Linked DNA regions of Mus musculus: region 1 is linked to region 2. The links are chromatin contacts, called in public promoter capture Hi-C maps. All regions are on one chromosome and are shown on one strand. The core of a region is the stretch at or near the end of the contact, and the rest is flanking DNA. Distances in the headings are between cores, read along the strand shown. Region 1 has its middle 27 kb from the start of Gm36122. Region 2 has its middle 7.0 kb from the start of Mymx.

Region 1 (6,763 bases), core at 201-2,700, 360 kb after region 2:
CACTCAAGTGCTTGCACCCTGAGAAAGTAAGAAGTAAAGAAGTTCCCAGGGTTTGGACAGGAGAGGTCTGACCCGAGCAGAAGTGGGTGCTTGAGAATAGAGGGGAAATCCCTCCATGAATGTGCCTTAGTCCAGAGGAATGAGGCTCAGGACCACCCTAGGAAAACAGAGTGGGTCTCCCATAGGACCAGCCATGTCCCCCACGGACCCAGGCTCCAGAGAACAGGCCCTATCTCCATTTTGGGCTGGCACTGAGGAAAAAAAAATCTATTTTTCTTATCAGACTGGAAACCAGGAGAGAAATAGGAAAGCTGGAGGTTAATGCCAAGCTGTGCCTAGAAAGAACTCACTCTTCTCCCGTCACTTAAATCAATGATCTCTTTGGCAAATCCCGGGTCCACACACATTCCGGATACCACTCAGCATGGAAGCTCACGCACTGGGAGAATAGGTCTGAGCGTATCACGTCTACCAGGAAGAGGAAAGAAACGATTGAAATTTTTTGTCTCACCTGTTTTTTAAAACTAGATACTGTATCTGCAGGGTTCCGACTCAAGGTTAATAAGCCCTGAGGATTTTTCCCTACCTGGTACCTCCCTGTCCTCTGCTCCTGCACTGTGTATGTACGTCATCACTTTGATTTCTCTGTGTCTTTGCAGTGTTTGTTCATGCAAATGCCTACAGCATTCTCACTTTCCCTTCTCAGAGAGAGCTGCAGGAGAGTTGGAACACTTCCAGTTTAAAAAAAAAAAAAACCTAGGCTTATAGCTACTGGGGTGGGGGCGGGGGGCAGTGCTCACACCCTACAACAGTCATGGCCTGCTTGATGCTAAGAGGCAAGGGCTAGCCCAGCACCACACACGCTTAGGAGACCGAGCTTTACTTTGTGGGAATGCTTTTGCCTTGATTGTTTGTTTGCCCCATGTAGCCCAGGCTGGCCTCCAACTCACTAGGTAGCAGAGGATTCCCTTGAACTTCTGATCCTCCTGCCTCTGCCTCCCCTAACCCAGGATTATGGACGTGGGGCACTGTGCCCAGTTTATGAGGTGCGTGAGAGCAAATCAGGGCTTTGTGCACGCTAGACAAACACTCTACCAACCGGGCCATACCTCGAAACCCCCAATGGAAGGGTTTTGGTGTTTGTTTGTTTTAAAGAAGCAGTGGTCTGAATGGAACTTGTTTCTTGTGCCCTCGACTTTAGATGAACTGTATCCTTAGGGAAGTGGGTGTGGAGATAGGAGCTATGCCGGGAAAGAAACCGTGAAGAGGAACCTTAGAGCAATGGGGTGGGGCAAAACACAAAGGCCAAGTGGTACTTCTGTGGCCCGAGAGTTCTGAGAATCTCCCGGCAAGGCTAGGCATCTTAGTTCTCGGAACAGAAGTCATGGCTGTGTGTCCCTGGCAGCTTGGGTGCTGCAGCTCTGGAGGCTGGGGTTCAGCCTATCTAAGGTACACAGCATTATCTCCTTTCCTCCCTACTGGGGAGCCTAGGCCTCCCAGAGGGCCTGGCTCACAAAGTCTTGTTAATATTTACCACGGCTTCAAAACACCGGTGCATACAAGCTCTGGCCTCCCTCCCACACATAAGTGCATACACAGCACATTGCCTCCTTGGCCTGTTGAAGTCCCTTCCAAAGCCAGGTGGGTACCAGTGGCATCCAGTCCAACAGCATCAAAACCATGTCCCCACTGGCAGCTCTGTAAGCTCAGATAAACAGCCAGGACCCCTTCACTCGGCCAGTCCTGATGCAGATGCAACATGAGCTCCACAGTGGGCAGTTGTCCATGGATATTAAAAACTCTCAACTATCAGATACCCACCATCAGTTCAAATGATGGCATTTTATATCTATTAAATATGCATATGACACATTAAAACCAAGTTCACTCGTGGAGATGACGCCTCAGTGATGAAGAGGGCTTGCTGCACAACCATGAAGATCCACGTTCATATCCTGGGCGTGGTCTCACACTTGCCTGCAACCCTAACAGTGTGGAGAGTGGAGAAAGGAGGTTCACCGAGACTAGCAGCTGCCAGACGAAACATCTTGCTCCAGGGTCAGGGAGAGACTCTGACTCAAAGTAATAAGGTAGAGAGAATCAGAGTCAGACTCCCAATAGCGCATGGCGGTATCCACCTTTAATCCAGCCTTCGAGCTCCAGCACAACCAGAGTTACATAGTGAGAACTTGTTTCCAACAAACAAGAAAAAGAGGAGGAGGGCAGGAGGAAGGACAGGAGGAAGAGGAGGGAAAGGAGGAGGGAGAGGAGGAGGGAGAAGAAAAGAAGGGGGGAGGAGGGGGAGGAGGAGGAGGAAGAGGAGGAGACTCAATGCTTTCCTGGTCCTCCATGCACTTACCCAAGCTTGCACTTGCATGCAGATTTGCTCCCCACACACAAGAATTAGATCAGTTTCACTTAAGAAAATAAAAATAATTCAGTTGCTCCATTTATGTGTTTTGGTGGGGAATGTTGGTTTAGTTTTGGTCTTTTGTGGGGCTGGGACTACATCTAGGAACTTGTGCGTGCTCAGCCCACACTCTAACACAGCTACACACACTCGCCTCTTCATTTTATGTTTCTAATGGGCTCCTAGAAACATTGACCATACATGTGGCTCACATTAAGGATCTGTTGGACAGATGGACTGCGAATGCCACAGGAAATCTATCTTGACAGCTGCACCCTTTCCACTTCCTGCCACCAGACAGAGAGCCCTTGGAGGCGGGGTCTAACCAGAGGAGGGGCGATGAGGTGGAGAACCGAAGATGCATGCTCTCTGCCACCTGAGGTAGCTCAAGGAACACCAAGCCTGCCCACCGCTGTACACCTCACCACTTTGACTGGGGATCAGAAGTGGCTGGTTTCACTCAGGTGGCCTTCTTCTGGGGCAGCAAGGTGGGGAGCATCTTGGGATAACAACAAAGAACAAAGCACAAAGCAGCATGCTGAATCCCAAAACGTAAGAAAGTTAGGATATGCTGCCTTCTTGCTTCTGTTCAATCAGACCCATTCCATCACTAGACGCATTTGCTGTTTTGAAGCTTAGGAGGTTGTCTGTCTATCTGTCTGTCTGTCTATTTTTTTCAAGACAGGGTTCCTCTGTGCAGGCCTGACTGTCCTGAAACACACTCTGTAGACCAGGCTGGCCTTGAACTCACAGAGATCCACCTGCCCCTGCCTCTCAACTAGTGGGATTAAAGATGTGTGCCACCCAGCCTGGTCTCTTACTTTTTTTAAAAAAAATTTTTTTTAAATTACTCTGTGTGTGTGTGTAGGTGTAGATGTGTTTGCATACACAACTCATGGAGGCTTAGGGAGGCACTGGGGTCCTCTTCCATCTCTCCCCACTTTATTCCTTTGGGTTAGGGTCTCCCCCCACCCCCTGAACCTAGAACTGGCTCGACCAGCAGCCACACCATAGTGTAGTGTGTGGGCAGAGGCCAGAGATCAGCTTGAGGGAATCAGCTCTCTCCTTTTACCAGGTGGGTTCCGGGAATTGAATCCAAGTTGTCAGGCCATGAGCCATCTTGCTGACACATGGGTGGAAGTCAGAAGACAACCTCAGATGTCATCCCTCAGTTTCCAACTTGAGACAAGGCCTCTTGTTGTCCACTGTGTGTGTGCTGGACAAGTTCTCTGGCCCCAGGCTACTGGAGAGGTGCTGGTCTCCTTTCTCTGCCTCCTAGCTCACTTTGGAGGGCCATTCGCACTTGAGGACCATCCGCTGGGGACTGAACTCAGAGCCTCATGCAGGGCCCTGTCACTGTCTTACACCTGAGACTCTCCTCTTACCGTGTTTAGCCACAGAAACAGCGCTGGCTCTTCAAGCCTAAGAGATGGGGTCTGAAAATTAAGTGTGTCCTGAGCCCATTCACCCCAGAATTCTAGTCACTCCCCTTCCTTGACTCCCCGAGTCTGTTGAGTCTCCCCATTCCTGTTGCTGAGCCTCATTCCCTCTAGTGTGGACTTGCTAATGCTGAACCCCAAAGGCCCATTCCCTCCTTCATGCTAGACATGATGTGTCTATTAACCCTACCTGCCATTGCCATGGTTACACCAGCTGGTTACATCACTGCCGATGCAAGGTGTGGTCATCATGTCTCCAAATCGTCCATCATAAGAACACCTTTCCCCCTCTCACTGGTAAGACAGACATTGGGGCAGCCCGTGCAAGGCCTGGAGGATGCTGTCACATACCACTGAGTCCATTTTAACCTCTGTGGAAACTCTTCTAAGAACGAATGGTCTCACTGGAGGTTTGTCAGCGGTGGGCCCAGCTCTCGACCCCAGCATCCCAGCAAAGTGATGCTCAGGGCGTAGGGGATGAGGAATTCTTTGTCTTAGATGGACATCCCTACTCAGATGGTTCCCAAATCCCCACATCTCCTGGGTTTCTCACTGCCCCCCACCCAGCTCACCCAGTCATGACTCTGCAAGCCTTTCCAGCTGATTCTGTCTCAGCTCTTCTTCCCTTTAGTGTGCGGACAGGGTAGGAACAGGGTAGCTGGTCCACGGCTCCCCCTCTTTCCTGCTTTCACCCCTTCACCGGTGAGCACATCATTAGGGAAGAGCCATGGAAACAGGACCTTCTCAGGCATTCAAGGTGAGCACAAAGATGGGTACGAAGCCTAGGAAATCCAATACCTACTAAAATTAAGCATGCTTAGATTCAACAGTTCTACTTTTGGTTGGTTATTCAACCAATATATCAAATGCATGGAGACTTGGGAGATGGCTCAGCAAGCATGAGGCTCTGAGTCCCCACCATACACATAAAGGCCAGGGCATCTGTAACACTGGGGCTGGGGCAGAGGTTGTAGAGATAACTTACTGGCAAGCTAGAACTTACAGCAAACTATGCACTAGCAAAACTCTGTAGGGAAGGAACAGGAAAAGATGCCACTGTGGCATGGATGTACCTCAGTGGTAAGGGACACCATGGCAAACCAATCTACCAGTTAGTGAGCTTCAGGTCCCTGTCTCAAAAGAGAGAGAGAGAGAGAGAGAGAGAGAGAGAGAGAGAGAGAGAGAGAGAGAGAGAGAGAGGTTGAGGAAGATACACAGCATCAATATCTGGCTGCTGTAAGTGCACAAGTGCTCGAGTGCTCAAGTATACACAAACACATACAAACATACACCACACACACACACACACACACACACACACACACACACACACACACACACACAGGAAGTATCATATCATCATAAGGTCTTAAGAAGAGAGCCAGGCTAAAGACTGCTAAGGGCTGACTGGATAAATAATGGGACATCCATGCCACAGTGCCCCACCCCCCAGGCATTAAAGCTGGGGTGGCACAACACCCCATTTCTAGGTAAGAACCTCGAAGACACACAGGAGAAGACAAGACAGACATAAGATGTGCCACCGTTTCTTTTGGGTTTTTTTTTTTTTTCTTTTTCAAAGATGAGTAAGGCCAGGCATGGTGGCCCTTGCCTGTAATCACAGCACCTGGGGGTGTGGCAGGCTGCTAAGGCTGGGAGAGCCTAACTTCCAGGCTAGCCTGGGTTGTGTAACTAGACCCTGACATTATCTTCCCCTGGTTGCACACACACGCGAGCGCACATGCAGACACGAGTGCACAGGTATGTACACACAATATAATCCCAGCACTTGAGAAGCAGACCGAGGAGCAGTTCCAGTTCAAACTGAGCCTGGGCAACATAGCAAGACCCCGACGCAAGCAAGCTAACAAAGCAGAAGCAGGCTGCCTCTGAGGAGTAAGGAGAGGGACGGTGAGCAACATGGCGACTCCCCGATATGCCTTTTGTACTTTGTGGGTAGTGTTCTGTGGACATCAGTTGCCTATTTCCCAATGCTCTTATTCCTGATTTGGCCTGACACTATGGAGTGCCTCTGTGCTGGCTCCCAGTGTCCCCTCCCTTCCTGTCTGCTCCCAGCCACTCCAATCCTACTCTGTAAGACCCCTTGCCCAGGACTGCACATTCCAGCCCCTTGTCTTAAGATTATCAATCCCGTCTTCTTTTCTGCTCTGCGGTGCTCCCAGATGTGCTCCCAGATTCTTCAGGAAGTCCTGCCCATGAGTTTCCTTTGTACATGAATATCTCATGTATTCCTGTCAGGGTTACTGTGGCTGTGATAAAACACCATGACCAAAGCAACTTGAGGGAGGAAAGGGGTTATTTGGCTCACACTTCCATAAGACTGTTTATCATTAAAGGAAGTCAGGATAGAAACTCAACAGGGCAGGAACCTGGAGACGGGAGCTGGTGCAGGAGCCACAAAGGAGTGCTCTTCACTGACTAGCTCCTTAAGGCTTCTTCAGCCTGCTTTCTTATAGAACCCAGGACCACCAGCCCAGGAGTGGTGGCACCACCCACAGTGGGCTGGGCTCTCACTAAGAAAATATTCTACACGTTTGCCCACAGCCTGATCTGATGGAGGCATTTTCTCAGTTGAGGTTCCTTCCTCTCAGATGACTCCAGTTTATGTCAACTTGACATAAAACTAGCCGGCACAGTCTGTTCAAGTCTTCAGAGTCTGGCTGAGAATTGTCTGCGGTCCCTGGACTACTTTGGCCCCTTTTTTTCTTCCTTCATTCCCAGGACACAAAAAACTGTATGTGATTGCACAGTCTAACATACATTTTTTAGAGTATCCCAGCCCTCTGGAGACATCTCTCCCTCCCAGAGATCCGTGCCTTGGGATCCTGCCTATCTTGTCAACGAAACATCAGCAGCCTGACTTTGGAAAATCCTTCTCCCAACCCTGAGCAGC
Region 2 (6,642 bases), core at 1,633-4,132:
ATATCTGATGTACTTTTAAAGTATGCTCATAATTTCTTTTGCTTTAAAAAATGTCTTATGGGGGCTAGGCGGATTAAGAGCACTAGGTTGCAGAGGACCTGGGTTCAGTTCCCACTACACACATGATAATTCACAATCATCTGTAACTGCTGTATCAAGGAATCTGATGCTCCCCGCTGTTTTTCATGGGCACCAAATATGTGCAGGGTACACATACATACATGTAAACAAACAGCTACACATATAAAACATCTTAAAATATGTGTTAAAGCCGGGCGTGGTGGCACACGCCTTTAATCCCAGCACTTGGGAGGCAGAGGCAGGCGAATTTCAGAGATCGAGGCCAGCCTGGCCTACAGAGTGAGTTCCAGGACAGCCAGGGCTACACAGAGAAACCCTGTCTCGAAAAACCAAAAAAAAAAAGTGTTATGATTATTTTATGTATATGGTGTTTTTTCTATAAGTGTGTCTGTAACCCACAGGAATGTCCACAGTGGTCATAAAAAGGCATCAGATCCCTTGGGACTGGAATTTTACAGACAACTGTGAGCCACCACATGGGTGCTGGGAACCAAGCCCCAGGTTCTCTGGAAGAGCAGCCAGTGCCCTTAACTGCTGAGCCATCTCTCCCTGTTTCTTTCTTCTTAATTTATGTATATGAGCATTTCATCTGCATGTGTATATATATATATATATATATATTAAGATTTATTTATTATTATATGTAAGTACACTGTAGCTGTCCTCAGACACACTAGAAGAGGGCATCAGATCTCATTATGGATGGTTGTGAGCCACCATGTGGTTGCTGTGATTTGAACTCAGGATCTTCAGAAGAACAGTTAGTGCTCTTAACCGCTGAGCCATCTCATCAGCAAACCCTGCATGTATATTTATGGAATACATTCATGCAGCACTTGCCAAAGTGAGAAGGGGGCATTAGTCTGGAACTGAAATTGCAGACGGCTATGAACCACCATGTGGATGCTGGGAATCCAATCTGGTTCCTCTGGAAGAACAGTTAAGGGCTCTGAACCACTGAGCCATCTCTCCAGCCCCTAGCCTCTTATTCTTGCCTCCCTTACTCTCCAGGCACAAATGGCTTCCTTACTGTTTCTTAACTGTGTCTCAGAGAATAATAAGTTCTGTCTAAGGCTTTGCATGGAGGAAAAAAATATTACTGTGTCCACTGTCCTTTCTCAATTGTTTGACCAGTATATGAATTGAATTGTCCCAAAAAAACACATTAATAAGTGACACAGATTTTAATTTTATAAGGACTAATGTGAGTTTTTTAAAAAAAAGTGAGGTTGTTAGCAAGCATTGATGTCTGCATACCATCCTGAGACCACACGATGGCTCATAACCATCTGTAACTCCAAGTTCAGAATAGCCGCGTGAGGCTCCCTGGGGGTAACAGAGACAAACCAGGGGAGGCTGAGAGACACAAAAAAAGTTATGGAGAATAGATCGTCTTGTTATGTAGATAAAAGTCTCCGAAGTTGGGCTGCCGACCTTGCACTCGACCGCTCTCATTGCAAGAAAAGAAAGAAACCTTTGTGGTAAAAGTTACTTTAGAATAGCTGTCTTCCTGGTACAGGAGACTTTACAAGTGAACGTTTCCTTTCCTTCACAAAAGGGCAGCTTTACAGAGAGACCTCTGTGTCTACAGTTTCTCAAAATAGCCGGTTGAAATAATCACCCTGACAAAGAGGTAAGTTTTGAAGTAGCAGAATCTGGCCTCCTGAGTCCCAATTAAATCTTCCCCTAAAAGTGTCACATTCCCGTTTTTTCCTTGCTCATTAGCTTTCACGGCAATGGAAGACTTTGCAGGCTGCTGCAGGAGGAAAGTCATATAGTCTTATTCAGAGGTGACCCTCTGCATATTAGCCTGAAAGGCAGGGTATGCCTACTGGTGCAATACTGGTATGAACGTTACAGGAACAACCAACCACTTTCTCCTTGGATTTGAGGATTGTTTCCAACAGAGCAAACTCATGCTTGGTACTGAAAACTTGGTCAAATGCCCACAGCTATGAAGGTTGTAAGACGGCTCTGAAGGTCGTAGGCCTTCCTGGGAAACTTACAACTGCCAAACCACCTTATAAATATTTATGGTTATACAAATAGACAAGTACCCTGTCTTCAGACACACCAGAAAATGGTACGGATGGTTGTGAGCCACCATGTGACTGCTGGGAATTGAACTCAGGACCTCTAGGTAGAGCCACTGCTCTTTTTTTTTTTTTTTTTTAAAGTTGAAGGGAGGGTCATTTGCCAAAGGGAAGCTGTAGTGACTACCTCTCTGGTCAGTTTAAAGATAATTTCTTTTTTTATTTTAATTTTTATTTATTATATGTAAGTACACTGTAGCTGTCTTCAACACTCCAGACAAGGACATCCGATCTCATTACAGATGGTTGTGAGCCACCATGTGGTTGCTGGGATTTGAACTCAGGACCTTTGGAAGAGCAGTCTGTGCTCTTAACCACTGAGCCATCTCTCCAGCCCCCGGAAGAGCCACTGCTCTTAACCGCTGAACCCTCTCTCTAACCCTAAGCTTTTTTTCTTCAATAAGCAACAGTTAAAGCAGGGACTATTTGTTTGTTTGTTTGTTTGTTTGTTTGTTTGTTTATTGTGAAGAGAGGGCATCGAATCCCATTACAGATGGTTACTGGGAATCGAACTCATGACCTCTGGAAAATCATACAGTGCTCTTAACCCCTGAGCCATCTCCTAGCCCAAAGCAGAGACTCCTAACTCATCAGCTATTTACTCCCCTCGGAACTCAGGGAACATCACATGGAGCAGAAGGTGGAAAGGATGAGAAGGAGCGTTGTGCAATGTTGTCTTCTCTCATGACATGGCTTTGTACTAAACTTACCAATTGCACAAGACCTGCACAGTTCGAGCTGATGACATCAGTCAACATTGCAGCAGGCAGCACTATCCAAACTCAAGAGATGACACAAAAAAACAAAAATAAAACCAAAAAAGATGGAAGAGGATTGTTGAGGGGTGTCTGGGAGAGTAAGGGAGAATTGTTAGAGATATTTATGGTTAAGATACACTGTGTACATGTATAAGCTTATAAAATAATATATATATTTTAAAGTTTCACATTCCCGAAGCTGGGTCTGGAGATTATGCCGTAATCCAAGATAAAGCATTTCTGGCTATGGAAAGGAAAGCTAGAACAAGTGTAGCAATGCATGGCTGTAATCTCAGCATTCCAGAGCTGAAGGCAGAGGATCAGAGCTTAAGGGCTGCTGGTGTCATGTGGTGATTTCATGAGTTCAAGACCAGCCTCGGTAATAAAATAAAAATAAAAAATTTAAAAGGTTCTCAAACATTAACATCACCAACCTATAAAAAATATAAACAGCTGGATGTGGTGGCGCACACCTTTAATCCCAGCACTTGGGAGGCAGAGGCAGGCAGATTTCTGAGTTTGAGGCCAACCTGGTCTACAGAGTAAGTTCCAGGACAGCCAGGGCTACACAGAGAAACCCTGTCTCGAAAAATAAAAATAAAAATAAACAACAACAATAACAACAAACTGGGGTAAACCTGGTGGTTGTGGGGCTAGCCTTTTATCCCAGCAGTCCTAAGGCAGAGAGACAGGTGAACTTTGTGAATTCCAAGTCAGCCTGGTCTACAGAGCGAGTTCCAGGACAGCCAGAGGCACACCGAGAAACCCTGTCTAGAAAAAAAACAAAACAAAACAAAACTGTAGTTCACGATGAGCTAGTTTCTAAGTTTAGGGGGCTCAACTAGTTGAGAAGATCCTCAATGCTGGGCTCAAAGCTTGTTTCCCAAATTGTTTCTGGTCGCGCTTTGGGAACCACGTGGCACCAAGGTCAACGCAGTGTGGTTCGTTATCTCTCCAGATTTTCGATCAGGTCCCTCCAGCCTCGGTTTGCGGGGCTTCCAGAGAGAAGCTCCTGGTTTGGGTGACACTGGAATTAAAAAAAAAAAAAAAAGGCGGGACAATTAAAAAGATCCAAGTTGGATATGGCAGCTTACAGGCTGCTGGGAAATCTTTCATTTCTTTAGTCTCTATTGCTTTAGAAGTTTGTTAAATTGAGAGACACGAGTGTTTCATTAGAATATCTTCATTTTTGCCAGGCCAGTTAATAACCGCAACAGAACAACGTGAACAAAAAGCAGGCTTGGAAAACTCCCTCTGGGAACCCCCAAAATACAAAGAGCCCCGAAGCGTAATACCTATGAATGCTGTGACACTGCCCCCCACCCCCGACCACGTACACAACACAGTAAGTCACACTGCGCCTTTTCCAACCTCAGCTTTCATAGCTGGCTATATATATATATATATATATATATATATATATATATATATATCTTCCCAATTCCTGTCTCAAGCAACTATGGAGTAGCTCCAAGTCCCTGGGCTGGGGAGACCCAGAGAGGAAACAGGCTTTTGTGTCTAGCAACAATGAGAAAATCAAGCAGGGGGGTGGGGCAAGGAAAGACAGTGGCTGTGTCTGAGGAATGTGTTTAATCTTCATCCTCTGTCTCTCTCCACCCCATCCTGGGCTTAACTTCCCTGTGCACCTCCTTCTCTTCTGTTCAGCAGTAACCTTCCCTACTGGATCCCCTTAGCCTGCCTCTAGCATTTTCGTTGCTGGTAAGAACACTGCCTTAAGACCCATCCACCGGCAAGCACCAGTCCCTGACACTATTCACGATAGTCTGTTATGCTTGTTGCCAGGAGCATGTTGTCCTCTGAGAGGCTCCACCCAGCAGCTGACTCAGACAGATACAGACACCCACAGCCAAACAGTGGATGGAGCTTGGGGACTCTTATGGAAGAATAGGAAGAAGGATTGTGGGGCCCTGAAGGGGATAGGAACTCCATAGGAAGATCAACAGAGCCGACTAATCTGGACCCTTGAGGCTCTCAGGGACTGAACCAACAACCAAAGAACCTGTATGGGCTGGACCCAGGCCTCCCTGCATATATGTAGCAGATGTGCAGCTTGGTCTTCATTGGGTCCTGAACAACTGGAATCGGGGCTATCCAAAAAGCTATTGTTTGTGTGTGGGATATGTTCCACTAGCTGGGCTGTTTGTCTGGCCTCAGTGGGAAAGGAAGCACCTAGCCTCACAGAGACTTGAAGTGCCAGGGTGAGGGGCTACCCAAGGGCCCCAACCAGCTCAGAGGAGAAGGGGGAGGGGAGATGGAGGAAGGATTGTGGGAGGGGCTGACTAGGAGGGGAACAGTGAGCAGAATGTAAAGTGAATAAGTAAGAAAAAATAAAATTAAATTGGAAAAAATAAATGCTGGCAGAAACCAGTTTCTTCCAGCTCCTGGCTGAGCCTCGCACAGTGGTGTAATCTTCCTGGCAGGAGAAAATATCTTCTAAAGAGACCCTCCCTTTGACTATCAAACTATTGCGATAACGGACCCCCAACCAGGCTGGGAGGGACAAAAGACTGAGGCTATCAAGAGGCACCCCTGCCCCATCTCCCCAGAGATTCCACACAGTTCTGACAACTCCTCAGATCACCAGAAAGACAGCATGGAGCTCAGACAATGAGAGGTCTAGGGCGGACCTTTGCCAGGGCTGCTCAAGTGTGCATTCTTTTGTCCTTCTATGTGGCTTTGGTTTTGATAACTTGTCACAAATGTAGACATATCTGGGACGAGAGATCCTCAATTAAGAAAATGCCTGTGGGCTGGAGAGATGGCTCAGAGGTTAAGAGCACTGGCCACTCTTCCAGAGGTCCTGAGTTAAATTCCCAGCAACCACATGGTGGCTCACAACCACCTGTAATGGGATCTGATGACCTCTTCTGGGGTGTCTGAAGACAGCGACAGTGTACTCATATATATATATAATAAATAGTAGTATCCTAGAAAGGTAGCTGGAGTCGAACCTAAAGAGTGAGCCATTAGGCAACATTCCTCCATGGCCTCTGCTTCAATTTCTATCTCCAGGTCCTGTCCTGATTTCTCTCCATGATAAACTAGAAGCTGTAAGATGATGTAAACTCCTCTAAACATTGCTTCTGGTCATAGTGTTTATCATAGCAGTAGAAAGCAAGCTAGAACACTTTCTGTTTTAAACTTAAAGTCATGCCAGGAACCATGACCATGGACTTGGGAGCTAACTGGTCCTCTGGGTTTCTTTTCCCTCCTTCAACATGTGGACACATTGAACACACCCTTCTTTACTTAGCTTTTTATTGTTAATCGATCATGTTTATACTTGGCCTCTTGGAGACTAGTGACTAAGGACAGCCCGTTAGGGCTCCCAGGCCTCAGACTTACCCTAACACCATCACTAACAAAGGGTCTGGTTTGTACTTTCAGACCTGGGTTTCCCATAATCGCGAGGAAATGAGGTGGGGGTGAGGGTGGGGGAGGGCAGGAAAGAGCAGGCTGCTTTGAGGACCTTCTGTTTCCTCAAGGTCAATTTAAAAAAAATGCCCATATTTGGCATTCTGGAAACCCTCACGGCCTTCCATATGCAAGCATTAAGTTAATCAGGCTGTGGTATTGAGAATGAGCGTCTGTGTGCTTGTCACACGACGGTTACACACAAGGTGCAACAAGTGGGAAAGCGGCTGCACACACCAAGGGTCAAGCAGGGTCATGGGTAGTGTCCAGGCAAC

The links. Promoter capture Hi-C pulls out the DNA fragments that hold promoters and counts their contacts.
Region 1: a promoter capture Hi-C map of liver shows a contact between it and region 2, with 2.4 times the contacts expected there. The contact joins two enhancer-like sites. A contact is called at or near these places in 1 of 39 promoter capture datasets (liver), 2 of 115 datasets of contacts at active chromatin or transcription factors (embryonic stem cells and pancreatic cancer cells) and 1 of 9 other capture datasets (adipose tissue).

The regions. Positions count from the first base shown.
Region 1 is chr17:45,971,976-45,978,738 of GRCm38.p6, forward strand. No RefSeq gene overlaps it. Among named protein-coding and RNA genes, the nearest start is that of Gm36122, 27 kb to the left of the region's middle. Within about 2 kb of position 1,451, at least 63 of the 459 cell types and tissues checked have an H3K27ac peak or open chromatin away from gene starts, as enhancers often do. A contact at or near this core is called in liver, where this site is marked.
Region 2 is chr17:45,605,734-45,612,375 of GRCm38.p6, forward strand. No RefSeq gene overlaps it. Among named protein-coding and RNA genes, the nearest start is that of Mymx, 7.0 kb to the left of the region's middle. Within about 2 kb of position 2,883, at least 13 of the 459 cell types and tissues checked have an H3K27ac peak or open chromatin away from gene starts, as enhancers often do. A contact at or near this core is called in liver, where this site is marked.